Linked DNA regions of Dromaius novaehollandiae: region 2 is linked to region 1. A link is a contact called in public Hi-C data. All regions are on one chromosome and are shown on one strand. Each heading gives the region's core, a stretch centred on a gene start, on an enhancer-like site or on the middle of the called end of the contact. The rest is flanking DNA. Distances are from core to core; before and after follow the strand shown. Region 1 overlaps MLLT10 (MLLT10 histone lysine methyltransferase DOT1L cofactor). Region 2 holds the start of MLLT10 (MLLT10 histone lysine methyltransferase DOT1L cofactor).

Region 1 (7,859 bases), core at 3,305-5,804:
ATTCAAGAGCTGCATTGCTGCAAGTGATGCATGAAGAGCTATTGATTTGGCACAAGTTTCTCTTGGGTTTCCTATAAGTTAGGGTGTTGCTACAGTAACTGCAGTCTGGCCGCTTTTTATGTCGGTATGTATTGCATACCATGTGAACAGCTAACAGAACTGAGAGAAGGCAAGTGATGATGTGCAGCAGTGGTTCCTCCACATCCCCTAAATGAAATCACGGGTGGTACCAAAGGTGCCTGGCAGGGGAAGAGGAGGCAGCAGCATGTTCTCTTTCCCATTGCACTGAATACCAAGAAGAGTTGGCTGTAGTATGCTCCCCATAATGTAATTGGCTTTGTAAAATTGTAGCGATAAAATCAGTTTTCCTCATTTGTCTAGGCTAAATGGTGAATCTTAAGGGCAGGTTGCTTTTGCAACTATCACTTGGTAGACAGCTTTTTTCACTTTACAGAAAAAGCAGTTGACTTTATTAACATTGTGTACATCGCATGAGTATCTTTGGGTGTCTAAGCTCATTTAATCACAATGTAGGTTTTATTTTTGATGTTATTGTCCATACTGTATTTTTCAGATGAATATTGCTTGCCATTGACTAAAATATGTCAGTTTAAGATGACTTCAGAGTTTCCTAGATAAAGTATGCTTCTGCTAATATTAAGTCAAGTGTTTGAATTTCCTCCCTCATTTCATGAAGCTAGACTATGTAAAGCATTAGTAATATCTTCTCAAAAGTATAACAGACCCCCCCCCCCGAATATTTAGCTCTACATTTCATTTGGGATCTCTGTTTACTTCATTCTCTTAAAAAACAAAGAAAAAAAAAAAACAAAAAAAACCCTGCATCAGATCTTTTGTATGCTGTTTTGAGTAGTTTACAGTATATTTTTCAGAAGTAGTTTGCTTGTAGTTAGTATTATCTAATGCTCTTGATTTCTTCAGTTTGTGTTAATAGCAACAGAGGGATATTTTGTGCTTTCTGTTGCAGCATGGTGCTACACATGTGAGAAAAACCTAGCATGATTGGTAAATATTATGACCCAAAGCACATTAATTTGGTAATCATATTTAAGGAGTATAGACAATGCAGGAGCCATGATATGTTTTTATTTTAAATGAGACTCTCTTAAATCTTTTAAAATTATTCTTGACAAGTATGTATGGACTGGAGTAAGTAATTAAATGATCCATCACTAATTTTAAAGCATCATCAAAGGATTGTAATGTAAAACTACAATATAGCAGTGACCATTTTTAAAGCACAAGGGGAAAAGATTCGGTGATTGAATATAAACTATTAAGAAGCTGTCTTGGAATTGGTTGTTAAGGGCATCCTTGTTGTCCTATCATGAAAGGAGGAAAGTTCAGTAATGGTTTAAGTACAATTAAATCCCTCCCCTTGCTTTATGGAAGCTCAACTGTAGGCATTTCAGCATTAACCTAAACAATGGTTTTGAATATGTTAAGCCCCTAACAATTAGGGAGCAGTTCAGGGCATTGAATAATGTGGAATGATGCAATTGAACCTGACAGCTTCAACAGTCAGCCTACTCATGGGACCTGAAAGTTGTTCACACTTGGTTTCATCTCCTATCACACGCTGAGTATTAAAAACTTACTGATGTGGAGCTGGGACAGAAATGGGGCCTGTTATCAGAAAATAATTCAGAGCATAAAACTTGAAAAGAACAGGGAACAGGCATGCCCAAAGGTTCCTAAATTTTGAGACCTTTCTAATACAATAGTATACAGCTAAGTATTGTCTCCTTTTCCTCCCCTTCATTTGTTTTTTAAAGAACATTTAACTTTGTAAATGAAGGAACTGTTTTCCATGGAAAATTGAGCTAATGTACGGTTATGAATGCTAATAGATGTTACTTTAGGAAACTTTATATTCATACTGTTAGAGCAAAGTACTACTCTGGCATGATGTAAGAATATAAGAAATGTGCTGTATTTTAAATATTTCACAGGATATTTTCATTTATTGGTTAAATTCAGTTAACTTGCATATATAGTTTTCCTATTAATATATGCACTTTTTTGAGGTAGAGGAAGTGCTTTTAAGCATCAATCAAATATCAGTCATTTATTCTTATTGCAATCAAGTATTCCTTGAATTACAGTATATCTTTATTCTGTGCTGCTCTGCTGCTTATTGCTTTACTGATTTATTGAACATGCCATAAATGAAAGCAATATAGTATATACCTCTAGATAGGCTTAAACCCTTCTGCTAAAATGCTTTCCAAGAAAACTTGCAGTCGTTTCAGAATAAATACTAAGCAGTCTCTTCACTAGTTCATACATTTTAATTACGTGTTGTATGTTGACTGTTTAAATAGAATCTGCTGAAATAAAGAGTACTACAGCTTTAAAAGTGCTGCATTTCAGAATATGTTTCAATCCTGTCACCTTAATATATATTGACAAGATGATTGCGCATTTTTAATAAATGCTTGCTACAGCTTGTTTCAACTGTGAGTGAAACATGAAGCTCCTATTTCACCTTTAAATAAGGTAGTGCTCGTCCACCTCCTCTACTTTCCTGTCAGATGAAGTGGTCACATACGTAAAGCTTCTCAAATCTTTATTTTTGTCATTTTATTTTGACATTTAAAAAATATATTTTTTAATTTACCTCCAGCTACTTGAACAATTTTATTAATGTGACTTTTCCCTTTGAGAGTTGCACAGGATATGTGATGTCACGAGAACTTTTGTAGTTCCAACTTGTTGTAGGACACCTTTACTGGCCTTTTAAATTATAAACAGGGTTTGAGTTTAGGGGGAACCACCACTTGTGAAAAAACTCAGGTTCTTAGATATTGTTTAAATCGTGCTAAGTCTTTTGATCTATCAGTCCACTTAGCAAACATTGTTTAATCCCTTTGATGTCTTTTGTGATGCGATAGTTACTCAACGCACTTTAGCAACGGCTTTCAATATTCTTAGATACTTCTAATTTAAGTAAGTTCTTAAAGCTGTTTGTGCATGTTTCAGTCACACCTGTATTCTTCTTGCTGATTCTAGATGCCTTGCCATTATAAATTAATGTATAGTTGTTATTGTGCAGTTTTAAGTAGCCTTGCAGTGAATTACACAGAAGAATGAGAGTAAATACACCAGTTTCTGCACAAAATGTGAGCAGTACACTTGCTAGAATTAAGAAAGAAAAGCCTGTTTTGTAGAAATATTCTAAAACTAAGCGGAAATAAAACAGAGTGTTTGTAGGATTTTTTTTTAAGTTACATTAGTAGAATTCACAATCTCAATGATCTTATTTACATTAAGAATGTGCAGATTTTTATCTTGCTGGTCTCCTCAGATTTGGAAGGAAATAATGGTTGTATGTAGTAATTTTCATTTTGTAAGTTTTTTTTTCAGTGAAAGAATTTGACAAAAACTATGTTGTTGGGGTTTGTGTTTTGAGAGGAAAACAGGAAAAAAATTGAAGGTTACTAGTGAGCACTAATAGTTGAGTTGGAATCGTGCTATAGGTGTTTACTGAGGAAAACAGCAGGAGTTGTGCGGTATTGCCGCCTCTGTCAGTAAGTGTCACAGTAGTAATGTACTGTATTTCTGGAACTTGTTGGCGTACCCAGGTAGGTGGAAATGCCTGTATTATTTTAAGAGTTATGACTAATTCAGATTAATTCTACTAGAGACATGTAATTCTGCAAAGGAAAAAAAAAAGAGCTGAATTTGAAGTGAAACTGTGGTTCCATGTCTTGCGATCTTACACATAACTTTAAAATTAAAAGTGGAAAAAACCCAATCATCTGAAATAATTTCTTGTTGCATTTTCTAGCTTTGTGACAGTAGAAAAACTCAAGTATCAGGCACAATTTCTCACCAGTATATAGTAAATAAAGCATCATTGAAAACAGTTGTGTGAATTCATAAAAGTCCATTCATCAAGTTTAATATGTTGGCTGAAAGCCAAAACTTAATGGTAGTGTGTGATTCTTTCCAGAGACATAGTTTATACTCTGTAATATTTTTGCTGTAATAACCAGTATGTTTCCCTTGTCTCTTGTGTGCAGTTATACATGTCAAAATGTCCCACAAATTGAGTTGCTTACTCTTTACCTTCTTTTTTTCTCATGTTTAAAAAAAAAAAAGTTTATTTTGTAAAGGTTGTTTACATTTTCTTCAAAGATTCATTTTAGACAACCTGTGAGATCACAAATTTTATCTATGATGTTTTTTCCCCTCTAAATACATTATAATCTTTTATTTGTTCTAAAATAATTTTTTTTATCAGGCCAGAAATGCAAAATTTTTCATCAGCAGCAATGCCTTTTTTCTTAGATTGTCTCTGAAACTCAGCATTTAATGCATCTTTTCTTCGAAAGGGGAAAAAGCATAAGCAGCCAAGGACAAAAGTATTTTTATTGCTTTGGATTATGCAAGATTTTGGCCAGCCTCCTTAGCTTCATCTGTTTAAGGGTTCATTTTCGCTTGTTTGGCACAAGTCCCAGCAGAGACCTTCAGAATTGTGGTTAGCAACATGAATGAACACAAACTTTGGGAGCTCTTCAATAAGTAGAGCTGGCCAACTGCCAAAAATACAGTTCCTTATATGGGGTCAGGGCAAAGCTGTGATTCGTTGAGCCCCCTATTGTATAGAAAACATACTTGTAATGGCTGTTTGCATTCTTTAAAATAAAAACAAAACAAAACAAAAAAACACCAGGCTTCCAAGTCTATCAAAATAGGAAGTAACAAAATAGTGTGCAGGTTTTACTAATGACAGAGCAGAGCAAAGGAAATATGGCTCTGTGTAGTTAAACTATAGAGCTGAAAGTTGGACCTTTTGACCTCCACAGCCGGCTTGTGATGTAAGGAACCCAGGCATTTGTGAGACATCTGTTGTCTACCTGCCCTTATTTTGTAAATGGTTTAATAAGATTAAATAATTAGTAGGATAACCACATGGTCACCATGCTACTAAGTCCTAGCGTCGAGTGCATACCTCAGGATTGCAAGGATGTCCTGCTATAGTGGTTGTTTTAAAATGCAGTTTAGGTATTTTTAAGATTTGCTACAGTAAATTTTTATTAGAAGGTTTTTCTATTAACGTATCTACCAAAGATGATTGTAAACCACACTGTAATGCTTGCTGTATTTAAAAAGTATTGCAATTCTATTTCTGTACTCCTAAATGGAAAATAATAAATTTCTCTTTTAAATACATTAATTTATTAAAGAACTAATGATTGTGCATTAGGAAGACATCATTAAAACATAGTTAGTATTTGCCCCCATTTTTTTTAAAAGGACTCAAGTTATAATTGTTCTCTTGCAGGCAAACACCCTACCTGGATCCTCTCTCAGTCTGCCTCCGTCCCACATGTACGGCAACAGGCTCAATCCCAGTTCGGCCATGGCAGCGCTTATTGCTCAGTCTGAGACCAGTCAAGCAGGTAAACTTGCTATTGGCGTTGAAAACCTGTGCTACTTTCCAGGCAGACGGATTTTTAAAAAGATTGTTAAATTTTATTTTTGAGCTCAACATTTGGTTCTTAAGCGTCGGTATAAAGTTGTTAGGTGTTGGAAGTAAATTCTCGGTTGTCCTGCAGAACAGCTATGTGCTGCCTTTTTTTTTACTGTCTAAATGTAAATGTTTAAGCAGAGCCATCAGCAGGCAGGAATGCAACAATGTCTCCTGTGACTTCCGTGATTGATGTGCTCGGTTCCTAGCTCTCTGCAATGAGGGTAACACAGCTCTGGGTTTTGTCGCGAATAGTTTAAACCTTTATTTGCATAATTCATGAAATTGCGTTACGCACAAGTTTGTGCGCGAGGGATCCCGCCAGAGAACTTCTGCGGCATTTAATAACGTCGTGAGCGTTTGCGGAGGGCCGTCCGCAGCGCAGTGCCGGGTCCCTGCTGGCGGTGCGGGGGCGCGGGGCGGCTTTGTTCCCGCGCGCCCCTCAGGATCTGTTGACATGTCGCGGCGGTCGCGCCTGCTGGGGGAGGGGGCAGCGGGCAGTTTACCAAGAATGGATCAGTCATGTCTCTGCCCTCCGAGGGGTCGGAGGTCGCCTGCCTCCGAACAGGGGGAGGGCAACCTTGGAGGGGGCAGATAGGGTTATTTTATTGAGAGGCCATAGGGAAAATAACCCTTTTGAGTCCTTCCAAGCAAAACGTTTCTGTATTTAATGAGGCCTTTTTTGTTTGTTTTACTACCTTTTAGCAAGGGTCCTGCCTATACTTTTGCTTATAAATAGGAATTTGTGAATTACATGCTTTCATAAAGTTTTCAGTAAATCCGTAGAATAGACTGTGCTCGTTAGATGATGGTGGCAAGTTTAGTGCGGTATATATTTTATGAGTTGTTTTGGGATGCAAAGTGTTAAAAAAAATACAAAGCATCAGGATTTGCTGTGATAAGCATACAGATTAGCTGTCCACAGCTGTGATTCATTACTTTCACCGTAGAAATTAAAAGTGGCTGAGGGGAGGGTACTGCAAATGCAAACCACACTTCTGTGCTGTGAAACTGAAAGGAATGAAAGAAGTGAACATAATCCGTGGCCTGGTAGACCCTCAGAAATGTGTAAGGACAACACCTTACATGCTACAGTTCAGCAGTCTTAAACTAGTTACGTACTTGGTCTGCAATGCTGAAGAAGTTCAGATTTAAGGTATTTTTAAAATATCTATGTCAGCTTTAAAACTCCTACCTAATGAGAGTGGATTTATCAGCTGTGAAATATTTACACTGCAGATCAAGATCTTGGAGATAATAGCCGCAGCCTGGTTGGCAGGGGAGGTTCGCCCCGAGGAAGCCTCTCGCCACGGTAAGCGGTATTTACGTTGGAGGGTGCAGGCGGGGGAGACGTTTTGAGATTTGGAAACTTCATTATCTTTTATTATGTATTACGTGTTTAAGTAGCATGCATATATATATGTATAAAAATTGATATATAAATATAAAAATATTTACGTTGATACGTTCAGATAGCTCAGAATAGTCTGAAACTTATTTTTATATCAACTGAGATTAGGTTTATAAATTAAATGACTTTACTTAAGATATGGAGACATCCTTTGAAAGGATTTATTTATGATTGTAGCCACATGTACTGATAATCTCCCTGGATTTGTTGCCGTAATCGTACTTTCATTTCATACTTGCAGAGGGTCTAAAATCCCATAGATTTACAAATTACAAAGATTACAGTAATAAGACTTTCTGAGCAAATAAATATTAGTAAAAATATTGAAACCAATATTCTCTTCCACTTCCCTCGCCACTTCAAACATGCAACAATTGTCTATGGGGGGAAAAAAATTACTTTTCTGTTCTGATGCACTTGACCTCTACTAAAGAAGTTTGACATAACAATTCTCCTGCTGGGATTGTATCACATAATTTTGTTTTTATGCTATTTGCTGTTAAAATTTCAAAATTGCATTTTAAATTATTTTGGTAACATTTTCCACCTATTTTAAGTGAAGCTTTGTATTTAAAGGACTTCAGTTTCCATACTGTATCCCATAAGAATTATATTGGTATTACTTAGGCCCTAACCATGGGGAATTTTATGGTGAAAAGGATTTTAGGATAGCTTTAAAAAAAAAAAAAAAAAAAAGGAAAGAAAGAAAAAAAGAAAACCCTGCAGGTAGGCAGATGCAACATTGTAACAATGGATTTTATTGTTACAGCCTGAGATTATTATAGTAATTTATAGTAAATATCTCCAAATTATCTAATTTAATTTAATATACATGTGGTGTTGATCTTGTGTTATATTCCTTAATTAATCAAATGACTTCTTGTTGACTGGGGTGAGCATATTCTTTATAATATTTAGGTGGTACTACCCATTCATGAACTGGCTTTTAAA
Region 2 (7,859 bases), core at 3,201-5,700, 130 kb before region 1:
GAGCCGCAGCAGATTGCATTCTCCGTCCCCGAGTCGGAAGAAGCCGCCCGCGCTACCGCGGCCGCGGAACAATGGCTCGGCGGCGCTGCGCGGCGCTGCGCGGCGCGGAGCCGGCCGCCCTGCGCCGGGCGGCGGCGGCTACCCGCGGGCATTTGTCTGCCTCGCCTGCGGAGGAGACGTCGTGTCAGGCGCTGGAGCCGAAAGCGAAGTTGCGAGAGAAAACAGCTGCTCGCGCTAAAAAGAAATCATCGTGGTCTTTCTAGAGCTAGAGACAATAAGGTCGTTTAAAAATTCCTCCTGATGCACTTATATGCTGCCAACACCCCCACCCCCTCCCCGCGGCTCTCCTCCCCCTGCTTTAAGGTTAAGGCTATGGAGTCAACAGTAAGGGAACAGTAAACTCCGAGAAAGCTTTTAAGAAGACGCTACCAAAAAAACGCCATGAGCTGAAAAGCCATTTATTTGCCAGGTAGTTGGGCTGGTTTTGGTGCCCGTGTGAATACAGGCGCACGTTCACGCGCAGGGCCGCGCACCGCCACGCACACGCGCTCCCTGCGGATGACGGTCTGGCGGTGGGATCCGGCAACTATTTAAAAAATGCATGATTTTTGTTTGTTTAATTCTGGCGCTATCAAACGTCTTAAACTAGTAGCGGCTACTCGCCAAACCTCTCTTTTCAGAAAGGTACAGCCATGAGCTTCTGGGTCCGGCCAGAGCCAAGCGCTGGAAGGCAGAAAACCGCCAGAAGTCTGAGGAAATGTCACACACACCGCACACACACGGCCCCTGCGCTCACACACGCACACACTCTCAGTCGCGTCTCTCTCCCACGGAGACCTCTCTCTCTTTACTTCTCCATCGCATTTGTTTTTTGGTTTTTGTGGGTTTTTTTTTTTGGTGCGAAATGAAACAGGCGGCTTTCTTGTGGCCATCAGCGCACGTTGTATATCCGGGGTCGTCTTCGAGCACGCCGGGGGGAGATCGTGACGGAGGGAGCCGGGGAGGCCCCTTGCACACGCACCCGCACATTAAAGGCAGGGGACTTTAAAATGGATTTGCACGCACACAGGGGATTGCGATCAATAGCTACCAACGTTTATGGCTTAGATTGTTAATGCGAAAGCTGGCCAAAAGAATTAAAAGGAAAAATTAAAGGTGTCTGGTATCAATTACATGAAAAGTTATGCAATAATTTACTGTCTCGGAGTCTGCGTGTGTCTGTGTGTTTGTGTGTCTGCGCGTATGTCGTGCATGTATGTGCAGACCCAGATGCATATGTAGCTGTCTCTCGAAAGCAAGGGAGTTTCTTTGTTAATTTTGTGGACTGTGTCACCCTCGCTCGTGATCAAAGATGAACATGATTAAAGGGCTGGGCATTTGTCTCCCATTTCTTAAGATAAGAACGCGCAGCGATGCCCGTTTTTGCCAAACACACATACATGCAACTATGCAGAGTTGTGTGTATAGGCGCACACACACAGAGAGACTATCAATCAAACGTGCTCCTTTTCACGTTGAGTAGCGTGCAATCTGCAATCTACGCTCTATAGTAAGTAGTATTTCAGTTTTGAAGCTGTCTGGCCGAAGGATAAACCTCATTAGGAAAGAAAGAGAAAAATAATATTCGTAATACCTCACTGTAGTCCTATTCCCATTTATTACAAATCGTATACTTTCATTTTTGTAAACTTGTGTTAAAATATATATGCTCGCAAGGAAGTGTTTAACCACACCGTTCCAGAAAGAAAATGTATGAAACGTTTAAAATGCTCCTTTTACGTGATGTTTTGATTTATTTTCATAGTATGATTATGTTTAAATACCAGCGCAATTCAGCCTGACCTCTTCCTTCTGCAATGAAGTAATGCACACACCATTTACAGTCTTTTAAACGTTTAGTTGGGAAATGCAACAGCGATGTCCACCAGCAGTTGTACTAAGGGGGAGAATTCTTTTGAAAATCTTCAGGAAAACCTAAGAGGTCGTGTGCATTTTCACACTAGGATTGCCACATTATTAGAGTATTATTATTATTTGTTAAGTGCTGGACCATGTCTTCAGGTATTGACAAGCATTAAATAAACCTTTTCCTTTTCATGACTCTGGGCAGAAATATATATTTCAAATGAGAACTTGTTTTCTAACCCTATACCCTGCTTTTAAATATTGCTAAGCATATTTTGCTTAAAGAGGATACAGACAGAAAGCAGTTAGAGGCTATCACAAAGAGTCCAGTAACGTAAATATAATAGGGTCAAAGAACAGTATAATAGGATCCTTCTGCTATTTTAAAGTCAGCCAAATGTGACTGTAGTACTTAAAATTTCCCGTAAATTCTAGTATGACAACAAATAAGAATGTATAACTAAATCTCCTCAGTGTGTAGGACAAAGAAATGCCAGTCGCCACTGAAAAAATCATAATCTGGCTAACACAGTTACCCCTAGGAGTTTTATTTTTTTGTAAACAAAGCGGTAATGTAGAGCTCTGCTAAGTGTTTTTTAAAGTTGTATTTTTTCCGCGGGGCCTGGGGTGTCACTTGCACGTTAGAATTTCGTGCAATTTATAATCATCGCGGGCTAACACTATTTCTTAAATTCGATACTCCTGGCAGTTTTAAAATACTTTTTAGAAGGAGTTTCTGGACACATACTACATGCCATGTTGTTTACTGACCCATAATCAAAATGCAGTGACCTTCTACCCTTTTTTCGCCCCTTGACCCATGCTGAATTCAATGCAGCCTTTATAAATTTGCAAATCCTTGGACGTAAAGGGGATTTGGTGAGGCTTTGTTCTGAAAGGATCCTAAAAGTTTGCATTTTTAATTAGACAAAGGTAAAGCAACAAACATTGGGAAATAAGATCCTTTCCTGCACATAGGTGATCAGTCTTAATTTCTATACTCGGGAACTGCATCCCCCAAAACGTATCCTCTGAGCTGAAAAGCAGTTGCAAACATAGGAGATCAGAAGGTTATGAATCGCACCAAATTAGCAATGTGGTACAAATCACTCTCATGACGTAAGGGATGGCCAGGCCGCAATCTTCCGGCGCTCCTCATCTCCAAGGACTGCACGGATCCTGGTGACCCGGGGAGAGCCAGCGATTTGATCTGGAGCTACAGGCGCATTCCCTTATCTCCTTTGCTATCAGTCAGTTTAAAGGACACCGTAATTATGACGGTGATAAAACAATGCCCGCTTATGTGTGCTGAATAAATAAAGAATGTTTACAGCCCGAGAATGTTTCAATTCCAATTAAACGCTATCAAAGAAAAGCCCCTCTCCCTCCCCCCTTCCATCTCCTCCCACGAGTCCCTATTTACCTTGCTGGTTGTAATATGTTCCTATGAAATAAAACGGCTTTCCAGTTTGCTATTACGGCCACACTGGGGGGAGGGGGAGGGGGGGAGAGAAAGAGAGAGAGAGATTAGACAACACACACTCCCAGTCCCACAATCACTTGGGCCGCCTGCATCCTCTTTCTTATTTGTTTATTTTTCAATTGGCAAATGCGTGATGATGCAGGGGTAAAAGGCACTTAGGGATGCAGCTCCAACCCCCGGCCGAGGGAGTTGGGCTGAATTAATGCGGCGCCCTTGGGCGCTGCAGGAGGGGGCTGGGTCGCCCGGTTCCGACCCCGCCGGGGCCCCGCCGGAGCGGGCTCCGGGAGCCTTGGAAACAGGAGCCTGAAAATTCATCCCGTTTACTAAGACACAAGGATCATTTCAAATATTCATTGTATCAGCAAATCTCATCATAATCAGATTAAAGCAAGGTTTGGGGGAGTATTGCCTGTGTGGCTGGGCTCTAACCACTGATTGGACTACAAAGAAATCAGAAAACGGGTTCTTCTCGCGCGCCTAAGTCGCACCGAAGAAAAATGAAAAGCAGTATTTTTGCGAGAAAGGGACACTTAAAAAAGCAGTGATTCTGCAGTCCGTCCTGGATAGTACATTCTTCTCAGACGTCGTTTCCCTTTAAACTTCGCGTTTTATATTTCTGCATGATGCTCGTATTTATTTGTTTGTTTTAAACTCCAGATAGAAATGATTCCCGCTGTGGAATGCGCCGAGGTAGATTTACACTTCACGCTAGTTTGCTTTTAGCTTATCTCGTCGAATACAACAGCTTTTCTACATGTAAGCTTTAAAACGTATATTTCACGGAGTTGTCTGTGGCAAAATGTTTACATCTATTTTGTCGCAGTGGGCGAAGAACTGAGTGTATTTTCAGGTTTGCTAGATAGACGCAGGCCCTTTTCCTTTTGAAAGTTTAGACCTCCAATACCCTCAATTCTACTGGCAGAATTAGGATGGACTTGGAGGGTCCTAAACGTGACCATTCACTAAGGCGGGGGGCTACAGCTTGCAACAACGTGCTCGGCAACTTAATCTTACACTAAAAAGAGCAGAGAGCGAAAAAGAATGGAATACAAACTCCCCCGACATTTGTAGTCACTTCCAAGGTGGACTGTGTATTTTAAAGCTGATGGGAACGTGTGGGTTTTGGAGCAAAACGGAGAGAAGGTAAGTGTTTGTCCTTGTAGCCGCCAGTTCGTGTAGAAACAATGAAAGAACAAAGGGAACCACTTCTCCATTTGAACATTTTACATTTTCTTCCTCCATTTGAGCCTCATTGTGCAGGGCCGGCGGGTGGGCTCGCTCGACTTTACCTCCAGGGGCTGCGCGGCGGGGCCGGGGTGCGAGAACCGCTGAGAAAGTTGCAGCGCGGTTTAAACAAAAACACGTTTGCTGCCGGGGGCCGCCGCCGCAGCCGTGCCCGCGGCGGGGCCCGGGGAGCCGCGGGGCTCGCGGCTCTGGACTCACCGGCCGGTCCCCTCCGGGGCAGCGGCAGCGCGGCCGTCCCGGGCGCTCCGGCGATCCCCGAGAGGCAGCGCTGTCGCTCGGGGGCTCCCCCAAACCCCGGCGGGCGCCTTAAAGCGCGCTCCCGGCGAGGACCGCCGCGGTGACTAGCGAGGTGGCGAGGAAGGAAGCGGAGGTTAGGAGGCGGGGGGGAGGGGGGAGAGGAAAAATCTGCAATTATTTGCAAATCAAATAAATTGCATCAAAGAGCAAAGAGCGGGTGGGGGTGGGGTTGTGTGCAAACAAACATCGCCGGCGCTCGGCTCCGCGGCGAGACGCGCCGCGCACCGCTGCCGAGGGAGGCAGCGGCCCCGGCGGCCCGGCCCGCGCGGCCGCCGCACGCGCGCTCCGTGACCGCGGCCGGGGGAGGCGGCGGCGGCCCCAGCTCGTTGTGAGGGAAGGCGGCGCGGAGCCGCGCGGAGCGAAGCGCTTCCCGCCGCGGCCGGGGCGCGGGCGGCCCCCGCGGCGGGAGGCGCCGCCCGCCATTGGCGCGGGCGCGGGGGCTCCCGGCCGCTGACCTTTCACCCCTCCCCCTCCTCCCGCCGCTTCCTTTGCCGCCCGACCACTTTCCTACCCACAGTTCCCCGCGCCGGCCGCGCTCGTGCCGCGCTCGAGCCGCCCGTAACCGTCCCCCTCCCCCCGCCCCGCCCCTCCCCCCGCCAGCCCGGGAAGAGCCAGGCGCGGCGCCTCGCCGCCCGCTGCGCGCTCGCGGGAGGGGTCCGGGGGGAGCCCGGTGGGGGCTGCCGAGGAGGAGAAGGAGGGGGTGATGGTGGGTGAGGCTCGCGCGAGTTTAAAGTGGGATCCCTGGGACCGGTGGAGTTTAAAGCAGCCTCCGGTGCGGCGCTGGCCGGCGTGCGAGGAGGCCGAGGAGCGGCGCCGGGAGTGCGGTGGCATGCGGAGGCAGCGGGGCGGCGGTTAAATACTGCCCTAACCCCTAACGGGGTGGAATAGCGCCGGGGCGGGGGGACATGCGTGAGGGGCTGCTGTCGGGCGGCCGCGCACCCCGCGCAGGTCCTTTCAGGGCCGCGGTACAACGGGAGGCAGTAGGTTCCAGAAAGAGGGAAGGTTCCTTGAATCACCGTGAAGTTCTTACGTGTGAGGAAGGGACCCACAAATAGCAGCGTTTTCCCTTATTTTTGAGGGAAAAAGTATGGTGGAGAGGGAATTTCAGCGTAGAGGAGGAGGGAAGGGGGTTCAAGGGAGCACAAAGGGCGTTGCAGGGCTCGGACAGCCCTTGCGGCTGAGAGGACCAAGCCGTGTGGGGGGAACGGCCGTTTTGCCGGCTGCTCCACGAAATCGCCCGAAGGACGTTAGCCATGCCTTGAGAAAGGGGAGTTTTCATCAGTCGAAGGAAATTATACACCTACCTGCTTCTGTTTGGGGAGAAAGATAGGAAGCCTGGAAGAGGATTTGCCTGTTGAATATTATTGGTAGACGTTAATCTCATGTTTTAAAGTACCTTGTCAGTGGCTTTAAGGAAATCAAATGTGACATTAATCAAATCACACAAATGTAAACATTTTAAAGTTAAATCCTAATATTATGCAATTATTTAAATCAAGTCATGGTTTTTCCTCAATGTCATGTGTTGCTCCCCCTCTCTTCCTCACTTGCTTTGAGTGTTTTGCTAGATCCTGATGCCTCATTTTCTGTTACTTGGTGTTTTTAACGTGGCGGAGAGAAATACTTGATTTTATTAGACTTCAAATAGCAAATGGCAAAATAGAGCCTTACAGTTCACATATAACTCACTCCCCCAATGTCAAGCCAATCAGATTAAAAAGTAGCATGCTTACCATACATTCTGGGAATGAAATCCTCAAATAATGTGTTTCTTTGGTACTTTTTTTTCCCCCTGTGACTATGTGAAATGTCTGACTCTGTGTAGAAATTGGAGAAGGAGGTTCCCTGGAAACGTAACTGCAAAGTGACCCACCCCTCTGCCCCTCCCCCCCCCCAAAAAAAACCCCCAAAAATAATCTGCTGCTCTGTTTGATTATTAAAAGAGGAAGCGGCGCCTTTATGAGCTTGGTGGAATTTTTGGATGAAGGGATGAGTGAAACACCTCCTGATTTTGTGCAGGGAACGTGGGAGCGGGGTGAGCAAGGGCTGCCTGCACCAGGGTGGGCTGCTAGGAAGGGGTCGTGCTCAGTGGGGCCTGCACTAGGTACAAACCCGAGGGGTTTAGGCAAATTGGGGCATGGGAGCAGAGAGGAGAGCTCCAAAGCGTCGCGGCCTCGGCTGGCTGAGGAAGGCTGCTGTGGGCCTTGGGGAACAGGTAGGCTGCAGGTGCCTGCAAGTTTTGGGAAGGGGCATCATGGTGAGGGGCCCTCCAAAATGGCCAGGGCTGGAGACAGCTGGTGTGCCCACCACTTCTCGCCGTTTCGTCTTCCCTCCTGACTCCTCCAGGTCCCCTCTCCCGGCAGTTTCTGCGGCGAGGAAAAGGGGATTTGGGGGTCAGGGAGGAGAACAATGCTGAGCGGCCTTTTGTGTGCAGCACCGTCCCCTGAAGGGAAGAAGCGAGCACTGCAGCAGCCAGGTTGCGCGTTTGTAGTGCTTCCTCCTCTCCTGCTGGTAGTGCTCATGGTATGCGCGGGAGCAGGCGGGAGCGGGGCCAGCTGGCAGGAGGTCAGGGGCAGCAAGTGGAGTGGTGAGGGCTCTCATAGGCCGGGCCGCCCGGGCCGCCGGCCCCGGGATAGGCTCCGGAGAGCGGCTGGCCGCGGGCCAGCGCGGTAATCCCGCTCACCCTCTGGCACGCTTTGCACTGAGGGTGATAGAGTTTGAGGGTGAGTAGCTGAGAGAGTAAATACGTGGGTGCCCTCAGCAGCACGGCGGCGAACTGACAGACTTGTCTGGGGAATGTGAAGGGTGAGCGAGGGTCTCCCGTGAGCGGGATGGGCTCCGGGAAGGTGAGCCAGAGGGGAAAAAAAAAGAAAACAACAACAACAAAAAAACCCCCAAAACCCCACCAAAAAAAGGACAGGCTGCCTCA

Evidence for each region. A called contact is a pair of places that touch in the nucleus more often than the background predicts.
Region 2: a Hi-C map of brain shows a contact between it and region 1, with 3 times the contacts expected there. The contact joins the promoter of MLLT10 here to the enhancer-like site in region 1. A contact is called at or near these places in 2 of 4 Hi-C or Micro-C datasets (brain and liver).

The regions. Positions count from the first base shown.
Region 1 is chr2:21,114,521-21,122,379 of bDroNov1.hap1, reverse strand. MLLT10 (MLLT10 histone lysine methyltransferase DOT1L cofactor) reads left to right here. Exons shown (of 21, transcript XM_026098559.2): 13 at 5,312-5,429; 14 at 6,737-6,809. Among named protein-coding and RNA genes, the nearest start is that of SKIDA1, 120 kb to the left of the region's middle. Within about 2 kb of position 4,554, at least 1 of the 2 cell types and tissues checked has open chromatin away from gene starts, as enhancers often do.
Region 2 is chr2:21,241,398-21,249,256 of bDroNov1.hap1, reverse strand. It overlaps MLLT10 (MLLT10 histone lysine methyltransferase DOT1L cofactor), which reads left to right and starts at 4,450. Exons shown (of 21, transcript XM_026098559.2): 1 at 4,450-4,531. SKIDA1 (SKI/DACH domain containing 1) reads right to left here and starts at 6,736. Exons shown (of 3, transcript XM_064505952.1): 1 at 6,664-6,736; 2 at 6,235-6,281; 3 at 1-3,391.